2 separate regions of the Mus musculus genome follow, and region 1 is linked to region 2. A link is a contact called in public Hi-C data. All regions are on one chromosome and are shown on one strand. The core of a region is the stretch at or near the end of the contact, and the rest is flanking DNA. Distances in the headings are between cores, read along the strand shown.

The links. A called contact is a pair of places that touch in the nucleus more often than the background predicts.
Region 1: a Hi-C map of muscle stem cells shows a contact between it and region 2, with 1.5 times the contacts expected there. The contact joins two enhancer-like sites. A contact is called at or near these places in 1 of 15 datasets of contacts at CTCF or cohesin (CD8 T cells), 6 of 484 Hi-C or Micro-C datasets (Sertoli cells, cerebellum, liver and 2 more) and 1 of 115 datasets of contacts at active chromatin or transcription factors (embryonic stem cells).

The regions. Positions count from the first base shown.
Region 1 is chr7:115,286,284-115,293,583 of GRCm38.p6, reverse strand. No RefSeq gene overlaps it. Among named protein-coding and RNA genes, the nearest start is that of Gm45999, 110 kb to the left of the region's middle. Within about 2 kb of position 2,638, at least 9 of the 459 cell types and tissues checked have an H3K27ac peak or open chromatin away from gene starts, as enhancers often do. A contact at or near this core is called in Sertoli cells and muscle stem cells, where this site is marked.
Region 2 is chr7:115,215,656-115,222,357 of GRCm38.p6, reverse strand. No RefSeq gene overlaps it. Among named protein-coding and RNA genes, the nearest start is that of Gm34282, 87 kb to the right of the region's middle. Within about 2 kb of position 4,842, at least 140 of the 459 cell types and tissues checked have an H3K27ac peak or open chromatin away from gene starts, as enhancers often do. A contact at or near this core is called in Sertoli cells and muscle stem cells, where this site is marked.

The DNA.
Region 1 (7,300 bases), core at 1,389-3,888, 73 kb before region 2:
GTGGTAGAATAAGAGCAGCTGCATTTATCACAGAAGATCTGGATAGAAAAACATGAATGCTTCAGTGTCCTCTTGCATATTTTTAATAGATCCTATAATCATTTTGAGCCCTAGTCAACCTCATTTGTTAAACGGCTATAGTTATAGCTACACACCGGTTATTTTCCAGATAACTGATGGAATGACATCTTTAGAACACTTTATGGGTTTCTGAGAGCAAGAAGCACCCATGATCATCTCCTCATCTCTCAAAAGTATGTCCTTCTTGAGGTCATCTTCTAGGCCTGTGTGACTGCCCAGCTGAAGACACTTGCTTCTCTGTCTCCTGGAGTATACTGGGTCCTGCACAGCATGGCTCCTGGTTTCCACAGCTGGAATATATTTTTTTTCCTGAACTGTAAACTTCCTGTTGTCTAGCTGGGACTCTATCAACCAGCTTCAAAGACCCTCTCAAGACATGTACCCATGAGGCATGTTTGTAACTGCAGCAGGCAGAGATTCACCCATGGACATTTCCTGAGGAGAATTATGTTGGTGATCAAAGCCATAACTGATCCCTGAGTCCTTTGTGTGTTTCATCTGTTTATTTTTATTTTTATTATGCATATTTCTAGCACATTCTGAAATGTGTTGCAAACACTATAATGAACGCCTCCATCCCTACCACAAGCTTTATCAGGTTTTCACATGGTGTCATGTTTGTGTCCCTTCTGTTCTGGTAGTTTCTGCCTCTATGAACTCCTCTTTGATCCATTTCTGGCCCCACTTTTCCCTGAGGGGACCCTGTCTTGTGTCTGTTTTTTATCAAGTCTATGCTAGTTTTTATGCTTTTGTACACAGCTTATTGTTCTATGGTCTGTTCTATAGTCCTCAGTTTATCTTACAGTAGCGTCCAGCACAGAGGATAGATCCTGACAGTCCCCCACTTATTTATCTCAGCCTCAGTATCTCTGTCTGCAAGATGGGCTCTAATGCCTCCTTTGAGGATATAATTTATATACAGCATATTGGGCTTAGAACTCAGCACATGAAGAGAGCTCAAGAAACATTTGTTCCTTTTGGCTGGGATTCTATGTAAAATTCAACTTAAAGGTGTCAAACCTTTCAGTTCTCAGCAGGTTTCCTTTGTTCTCCTTGCTTTTTATTTGAGAGAGTTTTCAAATATGCCCAAAGACAGAGAGGTTGGTATGGCCAGTCTGACCAGCTCTAATAATCAGATCGTCTAAGCTCTTCACAATTGAAGTCCCAGCTAGTTCTCAGGTAACCCATCTATCAGAAAGGCACTTGTTTTCTGCACCTGAATTCTGCCACAGTATGAACATGAAGGTGATTTCGAGCCTAGAAGGGACCATGGCCTGTTGCACACCGTGACTGTGCAGAGGACCCTGTTTGTCCACACTGGGCTCCTATCCCATGGACCCTGTAACTTACTGTTTTGTAGCAATAACAGCTAGGGGATGTGGCTACTCCAGTGCTACCGTGAAGCGAACGGTCCAGTGGTCTTGTCTCCCTCACACATACACTGTGGCACACTTACCTCTCTGGAGTCCCTACTCTCAGAACACTAACTCCTCTCCTCTCTGGTCCCTGAAACCAGCACTGTGGCACAGTAGCTCTAGGAAAGGATCACGGATTGGGAAGGAGCTGTCACTGACCAGCTGTCCCTTTAAACCTCTGGGGGTAGAGTTTAGTTTGCAGATGGAGTTACTGAAACAAGAGCCAGGCCCTATGGGAGGTGAGGTGGCACTGAGGATAAATTAAGTTCATGTAAAATTCTTCGCATCTCTCAGTTCAGTGCTAAGTTTGCTGTCAACCAATGCTCTTTTTTTCATTTCATACTCATGCCTGATCTAGTTATTATCTCTACTTGCAGATCAGGAAACTGAGGCAATGTGTCCCAAATTACACAGCTGGTAAGTAGAAGGGAGACTGGAATTTGACCCAGACTTGCTTTCTTCATCATTGCTCACATCTGCATCTTTTCTCTAGAATTCCTTAGTAGACCCTCCAAGAAATAGAGGTTCAAATACCTAGGCTTTAAGTTTAACTCATGTCTAGGCATGGTGGGATCCTGGAAGCGCAGTGAGCAGTCAGACAATGCAGACATTTTAGTGGGAGATGGTGGCCCACAAATGAGCATGGGGACCCATTAAGCTGACATACCACCCGACAAATGATGAGGGACTTTTAAACAATCCCAGCCTACTAAGAACCTGGTATTTACATAAGTGCAGATTATGCGGAGCCCTGAATAATTTGCTACCTGCTCCCTGTTAATGTGTTTGTGAGCACTGGTGAGAAGCTCATTCATTGTAAGCGTCTATGGGCTAACTGTGCTGTAAAGCAAGCTGACAGCACAATGCACACCTATAAAAGCGTCTGCTAACTGATGCAATCTAGGAGGAGCGCATGCAAATGAGCACAGGGATAATGGGTGAGATTGCTGGGATGCTCAGGACCCTTATCTGAGCAAGTTTTATGTTCCTGTCCTCAGGTAACCCAGCAGAAATACAGGCTACTGTGACAAGGGTGAGTCTAACTGCATTTGCCATGGTGATAGTGCAAGGTCATACACTGAGGCCCTGTAATCAGAAATGTGTGAAGGCCGTGGCCTGACAAGGCTGAAATCCATTAGTTACTCCATGCTCTGAATGCCCTTGCTGTCTTGCTCTGGGTCCTGACTCCTCCATTCAGGCGCTCAACTCCTCCCCTTCTGACTTTATTGGGAAAAACCCTTCCTCTTGTGTTCTGGGAGCCCTGGCTCCTTTTCCAGAGAAACTTTGATTTTGTGAGTAGTTCCTTTCTTCTTGCCTAAATGTGTGCAGAACTCAAAAGCTCCCTTGGGTGTGCTCTCCAGAAATGCACAGTTAAGAATGCAAGCTGTTGGGAGGCAGCAAGCAAACTGAAGTCTCACTGCAGGGTAGACACACCAGGTATGATGCAAGGGGAGGATTTCAGGACCCACCCCCCCTGTATCTCTGTCTCTCCTTCATTGAATATTGAATGTGGTTCTCTCTCTCCCTCTCCCTCTCCCTCTCCCTCTCTCTTCTTTTTTTTGGGGGGGGGGGTGGTGGTTTTCTTTTTTTGTTTTTTTTTCGAGACAGGGTTTCTCTGTATAGCCCTGGCTGTCCTGGAACTCACTTTGTAGACCAGGCTGGCCTCAAACTCCAAAATCTGCCTGCCTCTGCCTCCCGAGTGCTGGGATTAAAGGAGTGTGCCACCAACGCCCCGGCCTCTCTCTTTTTAATGAAGGCAAATGTCTAGGGAAAAGTCCATTACTGAAGTACAGAAGACCAAGAGAATATGTGTTTGCTTATGTTCCACAGTCTGCACAGGGATTCCTTCTCCATGAGGATTTTTTTCAAGACCTCCAATGATGATTAAACCTACAGACAGACACTACTCTATCATGAATATTCAAGCCAGCATCTCTTGCATGAAAGCCCCAGCTCTGGAATGCTCTGAGGACAAAACTTTTTCAAGTTCCAAAGTGACGTTCAAAGTTTCACAGTTTCTAAAGTTTGCAAATATTTCACAATCCTAAAAAGTACAAAATCAGAACCATGTCTGGTCCCAAGCAGTGTTAGAAAGGGATTCTAAAACTTAGTCGATTTTTTTCCTATAAAATTACATGTATGTCTGTGGTGAAGTTTAACTTATTAATTAGGCACAATTAAAAGATTAATAATAGTTAGTGGTAAAATAGAACAGTTACCACGGTATGCTGTAATAAATGTAAAGGCAACATACTGTACTAATGTTTCTTGGGGTAGTATGACATGATCAAATCTCCATGTGATCAGATGTGAGATGACAAAGACATTGCAACATAGTGGTAGGTTGCTACCTAAGAGTTACTTGAACACAAGCATTGTGATATTTCACGAGTCATGTCGGGTACCAAGATTATTTTAATGATCAGTGGAAGAGTAATATATACAGCGTGGATACTGGAAACAAAATAGATTGATGACCTGGGCAAGTCAGAAAAATGAAACAAGGTGTCAGTTTGGCAAATGACCTAAAACATGATTTACTTTTTGCAGTTTTCAATTTAACATTTCCAGGCTGTGGTTAGTAACTGCAAGGGCAGATTCTGCATATGGAAGGTCTACTGCATTCCTAGGCAATAGTTGTAGAATCCCGATAAGTTCACTTTTTCTCCCATCATCCTGACTTCATCTTTTCATGCTCAACTTCCTCTTTAGTAACTTTTCTTCTTTTCACAGCCATGGGTGAGAGTTATCCTGAAGTGCATCAGAAAGGACGTAGAACTAATTCAGGGTGGAGAAGTGGGTGGATATGCAATACGTGACAGCAAATACTGTGGAATGGTTGCGGGTATAAGGATGTTTGCCATCTAAGTCTTTCAACTTTTGGGGCATTAAATGTTTTCATCATAAAATGTTTAGGAAATATGTCAGGAAGAATCTGGCCCCACTTTTATAAGAGTCTTCCAAGGGAATAAAAAAAATGCCTTCTAAATAACATTTTGGAGTTTTGTCCACCATTCCTCACAGCACACAGCTGACCTATACAAGCTCTTGAGGATGTTCGCATTCAGGCGTGCATTGCACACATATCTTTATTGTCCTTTCAAGGTCTTGGATTCTGTACAAGTTTATGTTTTATGTCTCCAAGTGGAAAGATCTTAGGGTAACTATGAAAATATGCTTCTGTGGGCTGAGACTCCTTCCTTTCCCGTCCCTCCCTTCCACTCTCCACTTCCTTTCTATTTCCTTCCCCTCCCATTTGCCTTTTGCTTTTTGTCTAGTCTTCTTCCATATCTTCTTTGCTCTCACATATACAAGACTGCATCAGTCACAAGCAACCATAAAGATGATTCATATAAGTAGAGACTAATCAAGTAGATGACACATGATTGCATAAGCAACTTCAAATAGAACCATCTGAAGGGGCCATGCAAAAGAGGGTCCATGACGGTTTCTCAAAAACAAAAACAAATACAATAACAACCCCCACCTCAAATGATGCTTTTGAAAGAGCAAGGGGTTCACTAGGCAGACTGGGAAAAAAAGTACTTTAGCTCCATGGTCCTAGAAGCAAAAGCATGACCTCAATGGTCATATTTCAGAATATATGTAAAGGTGGAGGGAGGATGGGAGAGAAGGCTCACGTTACACTGAGACAGAACAACAAACCTGAGACTTTAATGCTCAAAGCAGTTGAGTGACCTTGAAGGATTTAGATAGAGGACTTTCATGTGGCAGAGCTGGTGAGGAGAAACAGCAATGACTGGGGACACAGTAGCAGCAGGGAAGAGTGCTGTGAGAGTCACAGGGTAGTCTGGGAGCAAGGGTGGCTGCAACAGGCAGAGGAGAAAGACATATCCTAGGAAAGTCTGAGGAAACAATAAGGAAGACTTGACAACTGAAGACATACAGGGACATGAGACATCAGAAATGACTATGTTCTCCAGGTGGGTTCACAGACAGAGCATTGCTGGTAGCTTTTAGGACACACGATAGGATTTTTGATGCCCTGGAAAGTCCATAGCTCAGTGCTACCTGCTAAAAGTCTGGACTATTTCATGGCTGCACCTGAGGCTTCAAGTGACCAGGATGCATGGTCTTCATCTCCTGTGGCCAGAACCTTCAGGAAAAGTGCCCTGAAAACGGCTTCTGGGATGCACTCTAAGCCATCTGGAATACAGGTTGCAGGAGAGCCGCCGGCAGAGGCACAGCACTGATTCCTGGGTTCTTGCTTCACACTCCCCGACTGCTGCCTCTTAGAAATGAACCCTGGGCTGCCTCACTTTATTAGGAAATTAAAATTGTTTCCGAAGACCTCAAAGGGGGAAAATGAAATTGTTTTCAGCTTTGATTGCGGTCATAATAAAATAGCTATTTAGAGGGGGATTGTGTTATTCTTGGATAAATGAGGAACAAAAATACTTTTTTACAGTTTGCCATAAAGACAGCCATAGAATTTTTCCCAAGACAAACAGAATCAATGATTCAGGGAAGATGAGGGCATCTATATTTGTTCTTCCTTGGACATCATGCACAGTGGATTATTTAATCTTTATAGAGCTAGAAAAAGGGACAAAACCAACTTCAGTCTGCTTCCTAGCTACTCCATTTCCTTGGAGAGGCCAGACCCTGGCATCTAGCCTCTAAGGAACTCCCAAGCTAGACAAGGGTCCTCTTCCCAGTCTCATGACCCGTGTTGGCTGCTGGTACCTTGCTTCCATTTCCCAGTTGAAGTGAAAAGCTTGCAGCTTGCAGAAATTCATTTGACTCATAACAGTAAACCCTGTGTACACAGTAATCACACCACACACACACACACACACACACACACACACACACTAAAAAATGATCTTTGTTTCCAGAAGTGAGCACAGAGGTCAGGTCACTTGCCTCATTTCCCATAGCTGGTCGCTTTAGCACACTATATTTCAGATACTGTTGAAAATTCTCTCTACTAAGTTTGCTTTTCTCTCTGTGGGCCCCAGTGTCACCAACCAGTGTCCAGTGGAGGTCAGCAAGACCTTAGGCTCTTGGGAAACTCTAAGATTTTTTTTTGCCTCTTGGTGTTTTTGTTGGGAAAAGGAGAAGAAATAAATTTGATTTAGAGGTTTTGGTTTTACAAGGTGTGGTGGTTAGAGGACAAGGAAAGCATATTAAAGAAACAAAACTCAGAACTTAGCTTTAAAATGAAGCATTGGTTGCTGCATCCTAGGATAATGTGGATTTTTACCTCCTCTGGGGGGTAGGTAGAAAGGATTTCTTAAATGATGAAAGGTATTTAAAGAAAGCAGACACTACTGATGGAGCTCCCTTTACAGCCCTGACCTGAATACATCTAAAGAAAGTTAACATTGTTAGATCCCTGTGTTTGAAAGCCAACAATTTGAGGAGGGTCTGTGGTTCCTTCCTGAGTAGTGGCATCAATACCCACACCAGTCCCTAAATCCTGGTTCTGGGACAAAAAGCACTGCAGGAAGCTATGGCTGAACATACAAACTGGATTTTCTCTAGCCTTCACCTGGGGTAACTTATCTTTGAAACAAGCTAGGGCTTCAACACCAGGCCCTGGGCTCCTCGGTCCCAAATCTAAATGTATAGACTTGAGCTGCTTCCAGCTTACATGTCTCTCTCTACAAGTCTACATATTCAGAGTCTCTGGCCTGGATATCACATTAACACAAAGCATTCTTTGATTTTCCAATAATAAATAAATCAGACATTAGGGGAAGGGGTTGCTAAAAATCTCAGAAATCTGCCCCTAATTATTGTAAATCTCTTTATGTATTCTAATGCTTTGGATTCACATT
Region 2 (6,702 bases), core at 3,593-6,092:
GCAAACACTCCAGGCATAAGCTGGTGAGATTTGTCACACCCAATGGAGACTTAATCCTGGTGTCTGGATGGCAGGCCCACAAATTTGACTTTCTCCTTACTAGTACCCAGCTCCAGTGAAAAGCAGTTGCCACTTGAGTTTCCCCCAGCCTGAGTACCCAGAACTGCAGCATTTGGCACACTGACACCGAAGGCTTCCTGGTCTTGGGCAAATGGGATCTGTTCTGTGGCCACAAAGTCCCTGTCATGGCAAACGTGCCTGAATTTACTCCCCCCTCTTTCTCCTCTTCCTCTCCTCTTCTTATTCTCCCCTTCTTTCTTCCCCTCCTTTCTTATTGTCCTCTCTTCTTACTCCCCTTTTCTCCTCCTCCTCCTCTTTCTCTTTCCTAAGGTCCAGGCTTTGGAAGGAGACCTCATAAAACTCATCCTTTGTGAGGTTTCAGAGACCCACATGCACTCCAATGCTTCTGCATGACATGTAAGGACTTTAGTTGTGTGCCTCTGCTTGTTCGTTTAGCCTCTCATCTCTCATCACCAAGTGTGTCCTTCAGCCATCCCACATCACCTCTCTGTTTGCTAGACTCTGGATACTTTCTCCAACCCCAGGCCCTTTATATGCACTTTCTGTTGTCTTGTTCTAGGATGTATTTTCCACTTGACAAGGTCTCCTGTTCATGACCCAGATCAAATGCCCCCTTCTCTCTCATGGATGTGGCCTATGTGACTTCTACAACTCACTCGGGTCCTCTGTGGGCTGGTACTGCACCCATGACACAGATAAAACTCTGATGTAGCTGACATAGGCTGCTTCAGAATACAGTTATGTCTCTTCATCTCAGTGTTCCTGGGATCCTTAGACATTAGATTGCCCATCAAGCTTTTAAAGTTCTACAGGCATACACAGGATTATTGATTCACTTTGTGCACAAAGAAAGCAAGGTTCAGAGACAAAATGCAACCCTCCCAGAGTGACATGGCCTGAGGATGCAGGAAAGGGATTTGAGCCAGAGAAAACTCATTAGCAAATCTTCCTTTTTCTTCTAAGTAGACAGCAAGGCAGGAAATTCCACGTTTCACCTTATTTACTTGTGTGCATACATATGCATAGGATGTGTGTGCATGCATATCTATGTGCATTTGTGTGTTTGTGGGTGCAACATGCTATGGCACATGTAGAGGTCAGAGAACAATTTCAGGTTGTTGATATTCAGGCACTACTTCCTTTGAGAAAGATTTCCTGTGATATTCATAGCTGGCTATGTTATATTAGCTGGTCCTTGAACTACTGAGGATTCTCCCTGTGTCTGAATTTTAGGCTTTTAAACTTTCTTTAATAATCTTTCCACTTACATATAACTATCATGAAGAGAAACTCCATGTCTCACACCTACAATGCAGGTCCATGCTAAGATATATTAGTAATACAGACATGCACTAACCTATGGGGCTTTAAGGCCCTGAGGTAAGTTTTGGGGGTTCACACTTCATGCTTTTGAGATTAGTATGTCACCCATTGAGTCTTCTCCACTGCCTGGGAAGGTCCCTGTGTAGAAGAGGAAATTAAGGCTCTGAGAGGAACATTCTCTTCCCAGGGTTCCCAGTCGGGTCCTCTGCAGGACCTAACTCAGACATGAGCTTGAGTCTGGACCCAGGCCTTTAGAAGCGGCTTTCTCACCAATGACCACCTGCCTAACCTGTTCAGGAAGCTCAGCAGAGTAAGGAACACGATGCTGAAGAAGGCATGTGGCTCTCAGAGCCCCTTTGAGACCCCTTCGCACAGAGGTGATGAGCAAATGACAAGGGGCATCTCTGCTCCCAAGGGATTCCAGTCACGCGAACCCGACTAATTAAGGCTGGAACGATGTCATCTCCTGAAATAGCATTTTAATGACTGATGGCTCCAGTATAAATTGTTATCTCCTGATCCCTCGTTAGGGAGCTTAATTAGATCCATCATAAAACATATTGATCAATGACACTGAGCAGGTCCTCAGGACATTCAGTGTCCCCTGGAATATTGCTCTCATCTCTGTGGCAGGGCTAGGTGGGATGGGTCCCTGTAGCGATCCAGAATTCCACTGTCTCTTTCTCCCTGCCTTCTAGCCTTCAAGCCAGTCTCGGACCAGTCACTGTACAGACCTCTCATGCCTTAGCTGCCTTCCCCATTACCAGTAGTTGAGGATTTCCTTATTCTGCAAAAAGTAAAATGGATCTTGGAACCCCAGCTGTCACTCCCTTGATGCAGCCCCAGCCAAAAGAGTTGTCTGTCAGATGATAGCTTGGGGAGTGACAAACGAAAGAACAAAGAGACAAGGTAGACTGGATTACCCTCCTGACCTACGCACAGTGCCATGTGGAGCTGTGTAAACCCAGCAGCAGAGCCTCGGATATTTACAGCTGAGAAGGCAGAGTTACAGAAATGCCACCCCAAGGAGACATTGTTAGCACCCCAGCTGGAACTACAGCATGGCTTTGAGGAGTCCCAATCTAGACAGATGTGGGTTCAAACCCCAGTCATTTTATACACTTTATAAAATTTTAAGCCAACTACATAGGGTTTTGGAAATTATACTGCATCTATGACACTGGTGGTAACGATTAGGCCTTTCTCTTTGACTTATTACTGAGGTTTCAATGAAATGTCTTTAAGCTAAACAATTTTGGAATGTCCAAAATAGTTCAACAAATACCATTTTTTTTCCACTGAACATCCCACTGTTTCCATTTAGAAGGAGATTGGGCCTGCTTCATGAAATGGGCAGGGATGGTAACCTATGCCATGAAATACTTCGTCGGCAGCCAAAGTAGAAGGTGCTGGTTCCCATGGCATTTATTGATCACCTTCTGTGTACCTGGGTGTTAGTCAGAAGGTATCAGTGACCTCTGCGTGGATAAATCTTATTTAAGCTTTTGATCATTATGGTAAGAATTATTAAGATAAGGCATTGGCATACAATAGTGGTGAAGGTGAAGAGGCCGATCAGGAGAAATGACAAGGAAGGGCCAGCACCCCCAGACTCCCGCACAGACCTCAGGGAAAGACGTTGTTACTGTGGTGGCCCAGTACAATGTTCTAGGCATCCTAGACAGGGCGGGACTGTGTTGATTCAGTGGTGTGGACTCCATAGTCACGCTCACACATGGCTGCACTCTGTGTCTCTGTGTGGATGTCTCTCTGGTGTAGAAGTCACTTCACCAGAGCGGATGAGTCCTCACGTGTGTGCACTTGGGGGCCTTTTCTCTTGCAGTAAATGTAGCTTAAAAGCTGGTGACGGGGGCTCTTCCTGAACACCAACCACAGCACATCATTTTTCTTTCAGGGAAAAACGCTAGAAATTAACCTGCAAGGGGCAAGTCTCTCCTTTACTTCCTCTTTCTGCCTTCTCTTCCTCTGTGTGCGTCTCCCTCCATCTCTGCCGTTCTATTTATAGCTTAAGGCTTTCATGTTTTCACACTTAGCATATAAACGTCCTGTCTTACATGAGAGAGGGAGCACAGAGTGGCTCTGTAATTAGATCAGCACTCTGTTCCAACGGCACATGCTCGCTCGGGCTGGACATTGTTCCCTGCTCCACTCCCACCAGCAGACGTCACCAAGCCTCAGAATCCTGCCCGAACCCCTCCTTCCATGTCCCTTTTAATCCCTAATGACAGTCCTCCAATATGACTGTCCCCGGCTCCCTATCTGGTCCTCTTCTGCCACATTGGAGGTGACTTCAGTGTGCTCCACCAGGGCTCAGAAGAGCCTAGCTCTCCACTCTGATCTCTATGCAGAGTGGGAACCATCCCTGCTTGTTAAGGCCATCAGAATGACAGCCCACAGGGACAAAGCTCACCCCTCAAACTCGCTAGGTCCCCAGTCCCTAAAAAATAAGAAGACACAATTATAAAGATTTAAATTAAATGGAAAAAATACAGGAGCTAGGAAATGAGGCTTCATTTCCAAGCCCTCTTGATGCATGTTAGCGAATATTGTTGAGAACAATTAGGGCTGTGTGAGTGAGGGGTTTTTCCTCACTCGCTTGTCAGGTCAGAAGACAATCTGTTTATTTTCCTGATACAATTTTATTCAATAAACTGAAAGGATGGGAGCCGGGAAAGGGGATATGAACAGGATGTGTGCCATCAATTTGTCAAATAAATAACCGTGCTTGGAAACAACAGATTTTATTAATTAGACAGGATGGTGTATTATTACCATTAAAGTGTTATATTGCATTAATTTTTATATTTTACTCGGCTACTAATTACTGTAAAAGATTTCGGGAATGAAGCAAAATAAAATCATGCAGCATTATACATAATGTAAAGATAGCGTGAATTAATTTGCCCACTGATCGAGAGAGAAAGATGCACTGGGGCTGTCTGTGCTTCCTTGGCTGGCCTGGCCCGGGAGCCCCGGAAGCAGCCCTGTTGTTGGCAGGCAGAGGGGTGGGAGGTGAAGGATGCCTTGAAGCCTGGGGTTTGAGGTCAGGCACTGGACTACTGGCTCTGTAACCTTTAACAAATACTCACCCAGAGATCTCCGTGTTCAGTCTCCACTTGCCTTATGGCAACTGTAAGAGTTTGCCAGGAGAGAGAGAGAGAGAGAGAGAGAGAGAGAGAGAGAGAGAGAGAGAGAGAGAGAGAGAGAGAGACTCTTTCAATGTGGGAGGGGTGGAAGGGAGGATGGCAGGATTTGTGCAGGTGTTAAATGAAAGAGTATTCAGAGGTCTAGATCCAGCCTGGGTAGGCTAATGCCCAGGTCCTGGTAGAGCCAAGAGGCCAGGTCCTGAGAGAATCATATTTGCAGCTTCTCAGCCACTGCCCTGCTGGGACATACTGCATCCAAGTGGTGCAAAGCTGGCTGCTACTAAGGTCAAGACAACAGCGCCATGAGATCCTTGTTGTAAGTGCAGACCAGAGGTCTGGATAAAACAGGTGTCTCCCCCAGGGAACCCCATCAGGCATTGGTACCACGGGAAGGAAAAAGCACACCTCACTTCTGTGCAGCCAGACGTGAGCTATATGGATACAGCCATGTCCCCCTGAACAGAGGTTTATTCTTTAGCTTAGAAAATAAAAAGTAAACTTTTGTGCTCCCTCCGCGCTCCCCTCTCCCACCAAACAACAACAAAACCAGGTTGTCTGCCCAGGCAGGGGAATCCACGCCTGGCACAAGGTCTGATGGGGGAGGCAGGATGGGTTGGGCGCTCTTTGGGAACTCCCCATGACTACAACGCTGCAGGAGCCAATGGAGCCCCCACCCGCAAGATCCTCGCTGACCTGGGCAGTGCGGCCCACTCCCCCCCCCCCCCCCCCGGGGGGTGTGCTCCCAGGCGCAACTCAAGCCCAGCCGCGTTTTTCTGCAGGCTAGGTCTCCATAGCCAGGGCCCAGGAGAACCCACATTTCTCACGACCTACTGCCACCTACTGTCCATAGATGAGAACTGCAAGCCTCTTGGAAGTGTCCTTGGGGAGCCAGAGCAGCGACTCTGGGTGCATCTGCTTAAAGCCTCAGTTTCCAGAGTGTTCCGGAACTGCGTTGTGTGGGAACAATTCTACCAGACCTCTTGAACCCTTGTGCTATATCTTACTTGGGTGACACCTGGGAGGTCTGAAAAGGTTTCCCCTGGGGTTAAAAGGTTCCTCAGAAAGGATCAGATGTAAAATTTACAGTGAATGTTCCCATTTCTGATTCTCCTGGTTAGACCTTAATCTGTGCTGGAGTCTGACCTCCCTGACCAGGGCATGCCTTCAACCTTTTTCTCTTTTACTTGCCCTAATGTTACTTTGTCTTAACTATTACACGTGTTGTTTGGGCCCGAAGTCCTGTCTGTAGTAGTAATTTAAAAGTTGAAGTCGTATGTGTTCTTGTCCTACTTCCCAAATAATTGACACAAAGATCTATTAAGTTGATTACCAAGCTTTAACCTCTGTGACTTGGCAGGTATTCATCTATTCTAACAGTCTAAGCTATCTGTTGCTCAGCCCCAGGGCCCTTTACCTTCAAGCTGAGTCTCACCATCTTGCTCTGGTCCGAGCATTGCCTATGTCTGTTCTCTCCTGGTGAACTGATGGTGAATCCCTCAGTGACCTGCTCATCAGGACTTCTTCTGGACACACTGTCTCAGGGTTTCTCCACGTAGTCTCTCTACCTTCTTTCCCCGTGGCCCTTCTCTTCTCTCTTTCCTCATGGTCTTTCTCTTAGGTCTCTCTTTCTGGAACCAGATAAAACTTCAGCTTGAAATTACTACTGCATCTGATTGCACTCTGGCTGGCCAGAAGTTATTTAACCCTTTTTTTTTTTAAAAAAATACTCAATATTATTCATCTTTAAATCTAAAACGACCATGCTTTCCATACAGTTGGTCATAGTATGAAATGAATGACGATATACGAAGGACCAGGAACGAGCCTGGCATTCAGTAGATGCTTTACAAGTGCATAGTAAGGGATTATTCAAGGCTCCAATTATCTGCATACTATCACAAGATTTCCCTTCATCTTTTAGCTCCCTAAGTGCTAAAATCATTTCAGAATCAGTCACGCTATCAATCATAGCTACTTGCACAGGAGAAAGTAGTACCATGTATCTATCTATCTATCTATCTATCTATCTATCTATCTATCTATCTATCTACCTACCTACCTACCTACCTACCTACCTATCTACCTATCCATCCATCTATCTGTCTATCCATTCAATAAATGTTCTACACAC